Linked DNA regions of Mus musculus: region 2 is linked to region 1. Evidence: chromatin contacts called from public HiChIP or PLAC-seq data. All regions are on one chromosome and are shown on one strand. Each heading gives the region's core, a stretch centred on a gene start, on an enhancer-like site or on the middle of the called end of the contact. The rest is flanking DNA. Distances are from core to core; before and after follow the strand shown.

Evidence for each region. HiChIP or PLAC-seq counts read pairs in DNA pulled down with a chosen protein or histone mark.
Region 2: an H3K4me3 HiChIP or PLAC-seq map of embryonic forebrain shows a contact between it and region 1, with 4 times the contacts expected there. The contact joins the enhancer-like site here to the promoter of Chst1 in region 1. A contact is called at or near these places in 16 of 39 promoter capture datasets (the 3T3-L1 cell line, 3T3-L1-derived adipocytes, the SN4741 cell line and 11 more), 5 of 484 Hi-C or Micro-C datasets (brown adipocytes, cortical neurons, embryonic fibroblasts and 1 more), 14 of 115 datasets of contacts at active chromatin or transcription factors (SST interneurons, VIP interneurons, astrocytes and 11 more) and 1 of 9 other capture datasets (embryonic stem cells).

The regions. Positions count from the first base shown.
Region 1 is chr2:92,597,617-92,601,816 of GRCm38.p6, forward strand. It overlaps Chst1 (carbohydrate sulfotransferase 1), which reads left to right and starts at 2,091. Exons shown (of 3, transcript NM_023850.2): 1 at 2,091-2,532.
Region 2 is chr2:92,770,571-92,774,770 of GRCm38.p6, forward strand. No RefSeq gene overlaps it. Among named protein-coding and RNA genes, the nearest start is that of Gm39880, 6.8 kb to the right of the region's middle. Within about 2 kb of position 2,236, at least 50 of the 459 cell types and tissues checked have an H3K27ac peak or open chromatin away from gene starts, as enhancers often do. A contact at or near this core is called in the SN4741 cell line, VIP interneurons, astrocytes and 5 more, where this site is marked.

The DNA.
Region 1 (4,200 bases), core at 841-3,340:
GGGCAACCCCAGGTAACTGGGAACAGACTCATAGTACTTCTGAGGACCCAGGTCTGTGTCTACTTTCAGAGTTTAAATATATTTCTCCCCAGTTCTTTACATTTTAACCTCACTGTCCTCTCCATCCAAAATATAGCAAAGTTTGAAAAATGACTTGCTGGGATCAGAGAGTGGGAGATAGAGGAGTTTCTAAGCCTGGACTATTCTGGGGTAGCTGAGATTCAGGCAGGGATTAACCTAGGTGAAAGAGATGGTTCTGGTTCATCCAGGGTGACGGGGGGGGGGGGTTGGTGGGGGGGGGGTGCAGGCTGTCCATGGACAAGTGGGAGGGGCCTGAAACCTGGAGTGTTCTTGCAAGGCCAGCTTTCTCTTCTTGGTCATGTCAAAACACAGCCACTTACCATGGAGGTGGGCAAGTGACTAAAGCCCTGTGATGCTGGGGCTGAGGTCTGGTGCCCTATAGCCCTGGCTGCAGAGGGTGGAGGTGGGGGTGGGGGATGCCGGGTACAGCTGCAGCTGGAGCTGCTGCATCAGGGATGTCAGGAAAGGCGATGTTAGTTGTCTTCTCTGAGGAGGTGGTGGGGGACAGGAGTTTATAGTTAGGGGTTGGCAACTGTAACCAAGACAAATGACCATGTGGCCTACTGGGACCCTTGGAGCAGAGGTCTTCACGTCATCTGGTTCCATGTGAAGCCTTTTCTGAAGATATGCCCCTTGGGGTCTCCGGGAGACTCCTAGACATTATGTTATTCCCTTCTTAGCGAACAAGTAAGCATCCACCCAAGCTAACATGGGAGCTGTTGCCCTAGGAGATAAGAAAAAGCACCTCCATTTTTCCTCGTGAGGAAACTGAGGCACGGGTGGGGGAGGACTGCATCACATGGTCACACAGCAGACTCACAAAGGCTCCTCTGCACTGAGAACTTCCAGGTGAATATAACCTCATTAAAAAACAAAACAAAACAAAAAAAAAACCCGTTGTTCTCTGCACCGTATCAGGAGTGACAGACGGATGGACAGATCGTGTTCTAGGAGACGTAAGAGACGGTGGAGATGGAAGCCCACTCCTTTGGACGATCGCTACCACTCTGGACAAAGTCTACTACTGCCTTTGGTCCAGAGCCCTGCAAAGTACCTACACATCTTCAGATGGGAAACAGGTCAGGATGGGGTCTGGGTTTGTGCGCATGGACACCTTGGTGGCCAATGGTAGAAGTGGGTTTTCCCTCCTCTTCAGTTCAGGGCCACAGGCATTCCTCTGCTGGCTTCATTTTTCCTCCAGGCCACACTGAGGGCTCAGGGGTATGTTTCTCTTGTCACTAGCTATAGTGTTCGGTGCTTCTGACATGCAGGAGATGCTCAGTCGATATTTATGCAGAGAACGAAGGACCACTGTAGTGCCAGGGCTTTGCCGCTGTCCTGGTCCCACAAGTGCAGCTTGTGGACTGGTAACTACCTGGGAAGACAGATGCAGCCTAGGAGGAAGGGGCTGGGCAGGATGGAAAGCTTCCTCTAGCAAAGGAACTCTAGTGTCCGACTAACTGGCCAGCTCCACCCAGCCCCTGCTGAAAGGGGATGACAGGATCTGGGGCAAATGAAACATTTCTTTAGTTGTGGGTGATGGAAGAGAAGCAGGGGCATGTAGTGGAATATCGACTTCAGTTCTGGGTTTGGGAGTCTCTGATTGCCCTGGCTGGGGAAAGGAGCCAGGGTCAGGTTGGGGCTGTAGCCAGACTTGGGTATCCAGAGGCTTTGGCTGCATAGATAGAGCCATGCCTTCGCTAGGGCGGGTGTAGGGGGAGAGGGCAGGCCAAGAGGTACCCGTGCTGCTGCCGCTTGGCCTCCTCAACTCGGGGGTGGGGGGTGGGGGGTGCGGGGTGGAGGGTGGGGGGTGTGGCTGCCTCGGCCCGCCGGTGGGTTGGCTCCGGAGCCCTGCTAGTGGGGGTGTCCCGGCGCTCCCGGCCTGGGCTGCGCGGGGGGGGGGGGGGCGGGAGGGCGCGCGCTGACGGGGTCGGGCGGAGAGGGGGCGGGCGGCGCTGGGGGTGGAGCCGGGACCGCAGCGCCTGCCACCCGCTAGCTCGGCGCTGAAGCAACCACCGCTGCTTTTGACTCCGAGACGCAAGGAGGGTACTCCGTGAGGCTCTGGCCTCCGAGGCTGCTGCTGTCCTCCGGAGACTGGGGCTGCAGTGCTCGGTGTCCCGGTGCCTGGCCCTGATCTCTCTCTCTCTCTCTCTCTCTCTCTCTCTCTCTCTCTCTCTCTCTCTCTCTCTCTCATCAGGAAAAGGCACTGTGCAGAGCGAGCCACCCGGAGCTAGCGCCCCCGAGCCATGGAGAGGGGCCCGTGAGGGACGCGCGGAGGCGGAGGAAGAGGCTTGGGAGGAGGGAGGCCGAGGAGCAGGGCGCGGGAGGAGGAGGATGCCGCCGCCACCTCCACCGCCACCACCACCCGCGGGCCCCCGGAGAGCCTGACTCTAGACTAAGGATGGAGCCAGCGCTGGGCGCTGCAGCGGCTCCCGGCGCGCCCGCCACCAGGTATCGGCCGGGTCTCCCGGGCCCCGGGGCAGGCGGGAACGGACTGCACCGCAACAGCCGGGAGGGGCGGGGGCGCGGGCGCGGCGGGAGACGCCCCTAGCTCAGGGCCGGTGTCTCTGGGCGGTGCGCGGAGGCGGTGGCTAGGGACCGCAGAGTGCTGGGCGCTGGGAGAGGTTGGCTGGGGCTAGTAGCCCTCCGGAGAGCTCCGCGATCGCTCCTGACCTCCTCCTCTGGTGAGGGCAGCAAACTTGGGATAAACGTCTGCCCGGGGCTCCTGTTCTGCTGCTGCGGTACCCGCTCGGGTGTCTGCTCCGGGTTGATCATGCAACAGCCTGCTAGACCCGAGCGGCCGAGGTTGCCAGAGACCCTGAGGTTCCCGTGCCTCCTCTAACTTTACAAACCAGGCTTACACCCTGAGGCAAAGCACTGTCCCGGCCTCTTGCTTATAGCCTCGGTCTTGTATCGGCTTCTACTATGCTGGTGATAGGCTGGGCCCTTAGGAGACTAGGGCTGCCTGACGGTGCAGAGCTTCCCCCCACGCGAGGCCAAAACAATCCTAGCACCTCTCTGAGTAGGATATGGGGTGGTCAGCTTCTTTCGGGGTCCAGGGAGGGACACGGTGCTTGACTTTACAGTAACAGTAGACAGTGGCCCTAGCTGGAATCTATGGGTTAAAAGGCCACGCTATCTGAGGAAGGAAGGTCCTGCTAGGATGGCACCTTGGCTTGATTTCAGGTACCTCACCATGTCACCTCTCCCTACTCCAGGTCTGCCTCTTTTTAAGATTACATTCCTAGTACCCACTTCCTGATGGGCTTAACCGTTTAAGCAAGAGGCTTCTGGACACCAAGGCTTTTGGGGTCCAGGACCAGGGATGTTATAGCTGACTGCTGAGAGGTTGAGGCTGGGACAGGGGAGGTGCATGTCCAAACAGTGACAGGAATTCAGCCCACTGTCTTCTGGAGCCTAGGGACATAGGAAGACACCTATGGTGGAGGCAGGAGGCAAGCATCCTGGCTGAGCAGAGAACTGGGAGCCACTTGGGAAACCCAAGGATACCAGTGGATGTAAGAGGCAAGTTGAGATGGGCTCATAGGCTAGGGAGATACTTTCCGGGGTTTCTTAGCCCTTTAGATGGGACCAGGCTGTCTCACAAAGAGATCTTACCTGGCAGGCAGTTCCCAGGCCCCAGTCCCCAGTAGCTGCCACACTTGTAGGCATCCTGATGACCCTGTTTCTTTTTCAAAGTGCTTCTATCGTCATGACTCACACTCTGGAGTCACCAGGGAGGTATCAAGCTTCCACCCTAGTCTATTCCCCGCCCTCTTGGGTCTTTAGGGAGCTGCCAGGAAAGGAGGGGGTGGATATGCCCTTGGTCTTGGACCCCTGCAGGAGCCTAGTGTGACAAACTTTCATTGCTTGCTGGTGGGTGAGTTGGCTCGAGACCAGCAGTCCAGGTCATGGTATCTGTGGGGAGAGGAGGGGTGTGCAAGTGAGAGAAAGCCATTGATGATTATGCCCCAATATTGCTGGAGCTTTGAGATCAGGACCCCCCCCCCTTCTCTGTCCCCTAACTCCTTGGTTTCTTCATCTCAGAGCAAAAACCCCCTCCCCGACTCCAAATCCAAATTTCCCTTTTTGCCGAGTGGTTGTGAAGCTTTGGGTTAA
Region 2 (4,200 bases), core at 986-3,485, 170 kb after region 1:
CAAAGTTAAAGCCAGAGAGGTAAGTCTTGGTAAAGGCACTTGCTGCCAAGCCTGACAGCTGAGCTTGATCCCAGGACCCTCAGGGCTGGAGGAGAGAGTGGACTCCTGTAAGTGGTCCTCTGACTTCCATATGTCTGCCTGTGCATACACATACAAACAGTTTAAAAGCTTCAACACACACTTTTTAGAATTAGACATACCTAGAGGACTGCAAAAGCACAAAGACTGCTATCCACTGTGATGGTGGCTGCTGGTCACATGTCGTTCACTATCAAGCACTTGTCAGGAATTAAGTGAATTGAGATATGCTTTAAAAGGAGGCGATTGTGATGGTCAGCCTTGGGTGTCAATTTGACAGCATCTAGAAACAAGGCAGACAAGTCTCTGGGCAAACCTGTAATGGAGTTTCTTGATTAGGTTAATGGAAACAAGACAACCCACCTTAAATGTGTGCATCTTCTGGAGGTGGCCCAGATTCAGGAGGTTCAAGGGAAACACTTTTGCTTTGGTCTGTTTGCCTTGGGATCTTGATGACAAGTTCACCCTTTCCATCTTTGCAGCGGCCACCTTTTATCAACATCAGAACCCAGTTTCCTCAGCCCTTGTGGTCGATAGCCTTTAGATTCTGTAGCAAATCGCCTGAGATTATTAACGCATGAAGGTAAAAGGTTTGCTTTGACTCACAATTGTAGAAGCTTCTGTATATGATCAGCTGGCTTCATGGCTTTGAGCCTTAGGGTACATATCACAATACAAGAATATGTCAGCACAAAATTACTCAGCAGACCAGCCGGGAAGCAAAGAGACAAGGTCTACCATCCCTTTCCAGGCCATACTTGCAATGACCTAAATACCTCCTACTGGGACCTAGCCACTTCCCAGCAGTGCCATCCTAGAGACTAAGCCTTTGGGGGTCATTCAGGATCCAAGCCCAGTATTGAGTGGACATCTACACTGTTGATGAACCTTGGTTTTCCCAGGGAATGGTCTAAATTTTAGTGTGGAAGTCTCATCTCCTGGGGTAACCTCTTACCCTCAGCAGACCAGGATAGCTGGACCCATAGTGGTCCTTGAATCAGCTAATTGAGATCTGATCCTGCCGGAAGTATCATCAGGGCCATGCACATGTCTCAGGGTGCCACTCTGTCACCCAGAATCACCAAGAGGAGGTTTCCAAGTCAGAATCACTGCTTACCAGGAGATGCTTCTACCTTTTGGGTGGGGCATAATGAGCATGTCTCTTAGGAGCACAGAAACCTGTCTAGGGGGAGCATCTAGAGGAGCTAGACCAGTGTCTTCATGATCCTTTAACCAATGGTGTCCCTCCTTCACCTTAATAATCTAACCTGGCTATCAGAAGTGATTGGTGAAAGCAGATAGACAAATCAAGCAGAGTCCCACGTTCTGACTCTCCCCACCATTGCATCGGGAATTATAACGAGTGCTTTATTGATGTGCCCACCTCGTTCCTGATGCTTCCCAGTGTGGTCTGTCTGTTGAGTGACTCCATCTGGGACAAACTGGTGCTCCGGAGCCTGGTGATGGTGGTTAAGAGAGATCTAAGAGGCACTTCCCAGATCTGGGGGAGCCAGAATTTTCTGCTTGGGCTTACTAGGTGTGAGATACATATCCAGAATTCTTTCTGCTGTTGGCTGTGACAATGACATATAGGTCTGGAAAAGGATAGGCTTGTATAAGAGAAGCTGATTCTAAGAGGGCTGGTGGGTCAGGAGGCCTGCTCACAAACTCTCTGCCAAAGCAGGGCAGCATAAGAGGGGAGAAATGTTTTTCAGTGGCTAATCCATTCTGGCTACTGGCTCCTAGCTGATGAATTTCTGCCTGCATTTCTGGTGGTAACATTCTTTTCTTAAATGGGAGCCATCATGTAATTCAGAGTTCAGCCTGGCTACCCGCTAACACATCATGCAGAAGTCTCCTCCTGAAGTGTGATCCCATCCACAATCCTGCTTGTCTGTGGGAAGCCTGAAAACACAGCTAGCACACAATAGGGCCGCACAGATCATAACAACAGATCTTTTTCATAACACATAGCAGGCAGCTGTGGTGTCTCTGGGGCTCAGGTAGAGAAAGACTGCCCTTCCGGGCCGCCCTGGGTCACTGGTGGAAAGATTGTATTTGATCGCAGTTTAAGCATGAGTCACAGAGACAACAGAGAGAAACTAGCACTAGGCATTTGGTGTTTTCTGGCAACGAGGCTCCAATTTATCTTGGCAGCTGCTTCCACCATCAGGGATGGAAGGAGGAAAGACGGTGGCATGACAGAGAAGCAAATGTGTCAGCCAAGGAAGAGAGGCCATTGATTCCGGCTTCCAGAGGAGACCCCAGCTGTTCCTGGGATGGAAGCCCACTGGAACACTGGATGCTGGTCTAGCATTTGGATGCCCACAGCGTGGAAGATGATTCCAGAATCACAGGGCAGGGAAGCAACTTTGAGGTCAAACTTTTGCCCTCTAGCAATTGTCCCTGAAGTGTGTGTGTATGTGTGTGTGTGTGTGTGTGTGTGTGTGTGTGTGTGTGTGTGTGTGTGACTTCTATGTGACAGCCTTCCTAAAGCTTGGTGACTTACTAGAGTTGGTGTTAGTGTCTGATGTGAATGTGGGTGCCAGGGTGGGGGTATTTCCCTATGGCTGTTTCCAGTTAACCCTTTGACGAGAGCCAGGGTTCATGTCTATGCCCAGGGATTCTGGCGGCTTCCGTGACACTGGAAATCAACTCCACTCCTGGAAGGAAATGCTGGTCAATCCTAACACCAAGAGCATAGGGAAAGAGATAGATCGGTGGATCCTGATGATAAACAGCCCACCTCAGGAGCGCAGAACTTTCTAAGGACATTATTTCAATAGCACACTATTCTCCAGCCCCAACGTCTGCCATCTTTGGAGTAGCAGACCCTCCATATTTCAGCTTTCTTCTCTGAACACAAAGACCCTTTTCTTCCTCGGGGTCTTTGCTGAGAGATAGGATCCTTCCTGACAGTGTCCCATGTGAAGAGGAACAGAAAGTCTGTAGTGAGGCAGCCCTGAATGGCACCTATCTTCAGCATCTCCAGTTGTGTGAGCTTGAAAATTCTTTTAGGCCCTTTATATCCATTGTGGAAAAAGAAGCACGTGGCCTGCCCAGGCAGCTGTCTTTTGAGATGAAATGAGATATAACAGCGCAAGAGCCTGCTTAGAACCTCCTGGTCCAGGAAGGCCGGTGCTGAGTCTTAGTTCTGGTCCCCATCTCCTTTGGTTGTTCCCTCTTGCCTGTTTGGTGAACACCAGCTTGGTCTCTAATGCTCAACCTGTTATGGTCTTCCCTAGGTTGCTTCAGCCCACATTCAGAAGAAAACTGAGCAGCCTTTCACCTCCCCCTGCTCCCTGTCATGTCCTAGTTGAGCACGCTGACAACTGACTGACCTACTACACATCTGTGTGTCTAGAAAAGTGGAAGTTCTAGCACAGGGGGAGAGGGCTTTATTCACTCATTTATGTCAGTGCTCAGTGCTCAGTGCTCAGTGCTCAGTGCTCAGCACACTGCGTGGGGCCTGCATGTGCTTGGTGAATGACTGTGAGTGTATGAACACTTGCTGGGCTTTCCCAGAACCCAGGAGCCCTTCACTCTTTCAGCACCTCCCTTTTTTAATCCCTAGAGGTGACTGGCTTCTGCCCCTGTGCTATGGCATACAATAGCACACAGCGGCTGCCCTGAGTCTAATGTCCCAAGGCTGTCATGGTTCCACTGCATCCTAGATGCATGAGAACCCTGCAGGAAAGGTGTGCCTCCACCAGAGTCATCGGTCCTTACACATATAAAATGAAACTGGCAGGCAGGAAGCCTGACTCAGCCCCCTGGGCCTAGAGAAACACTCCCTGCAGCTGAGTCTTCTGGATGCAGAGTGGGCTTGAGTTCATATCCTCCCCTCTTCTCACTGGCTCTGAGAGCCTGGATCAGTCACCTGATCTTAGAACTCCCTCGAATTCCTTTAATGCTGTCCATAGCATTGTCATTTTAAATCATAGACGGCACGGAACAGACAGGAGATGTCTGGTTCTTCCCAGTCTCAGATCCATGACCCTGGCTCTGGCAGATGAATGGCTACTGGCAGATTATGGATAATGTAGCGGTGCTGATGGTCAAGCTATTCCTGGGTCCTTTGGGATTTTCCAGGAGTTTGGCAAGTGATTGGGTGCAAGTGCT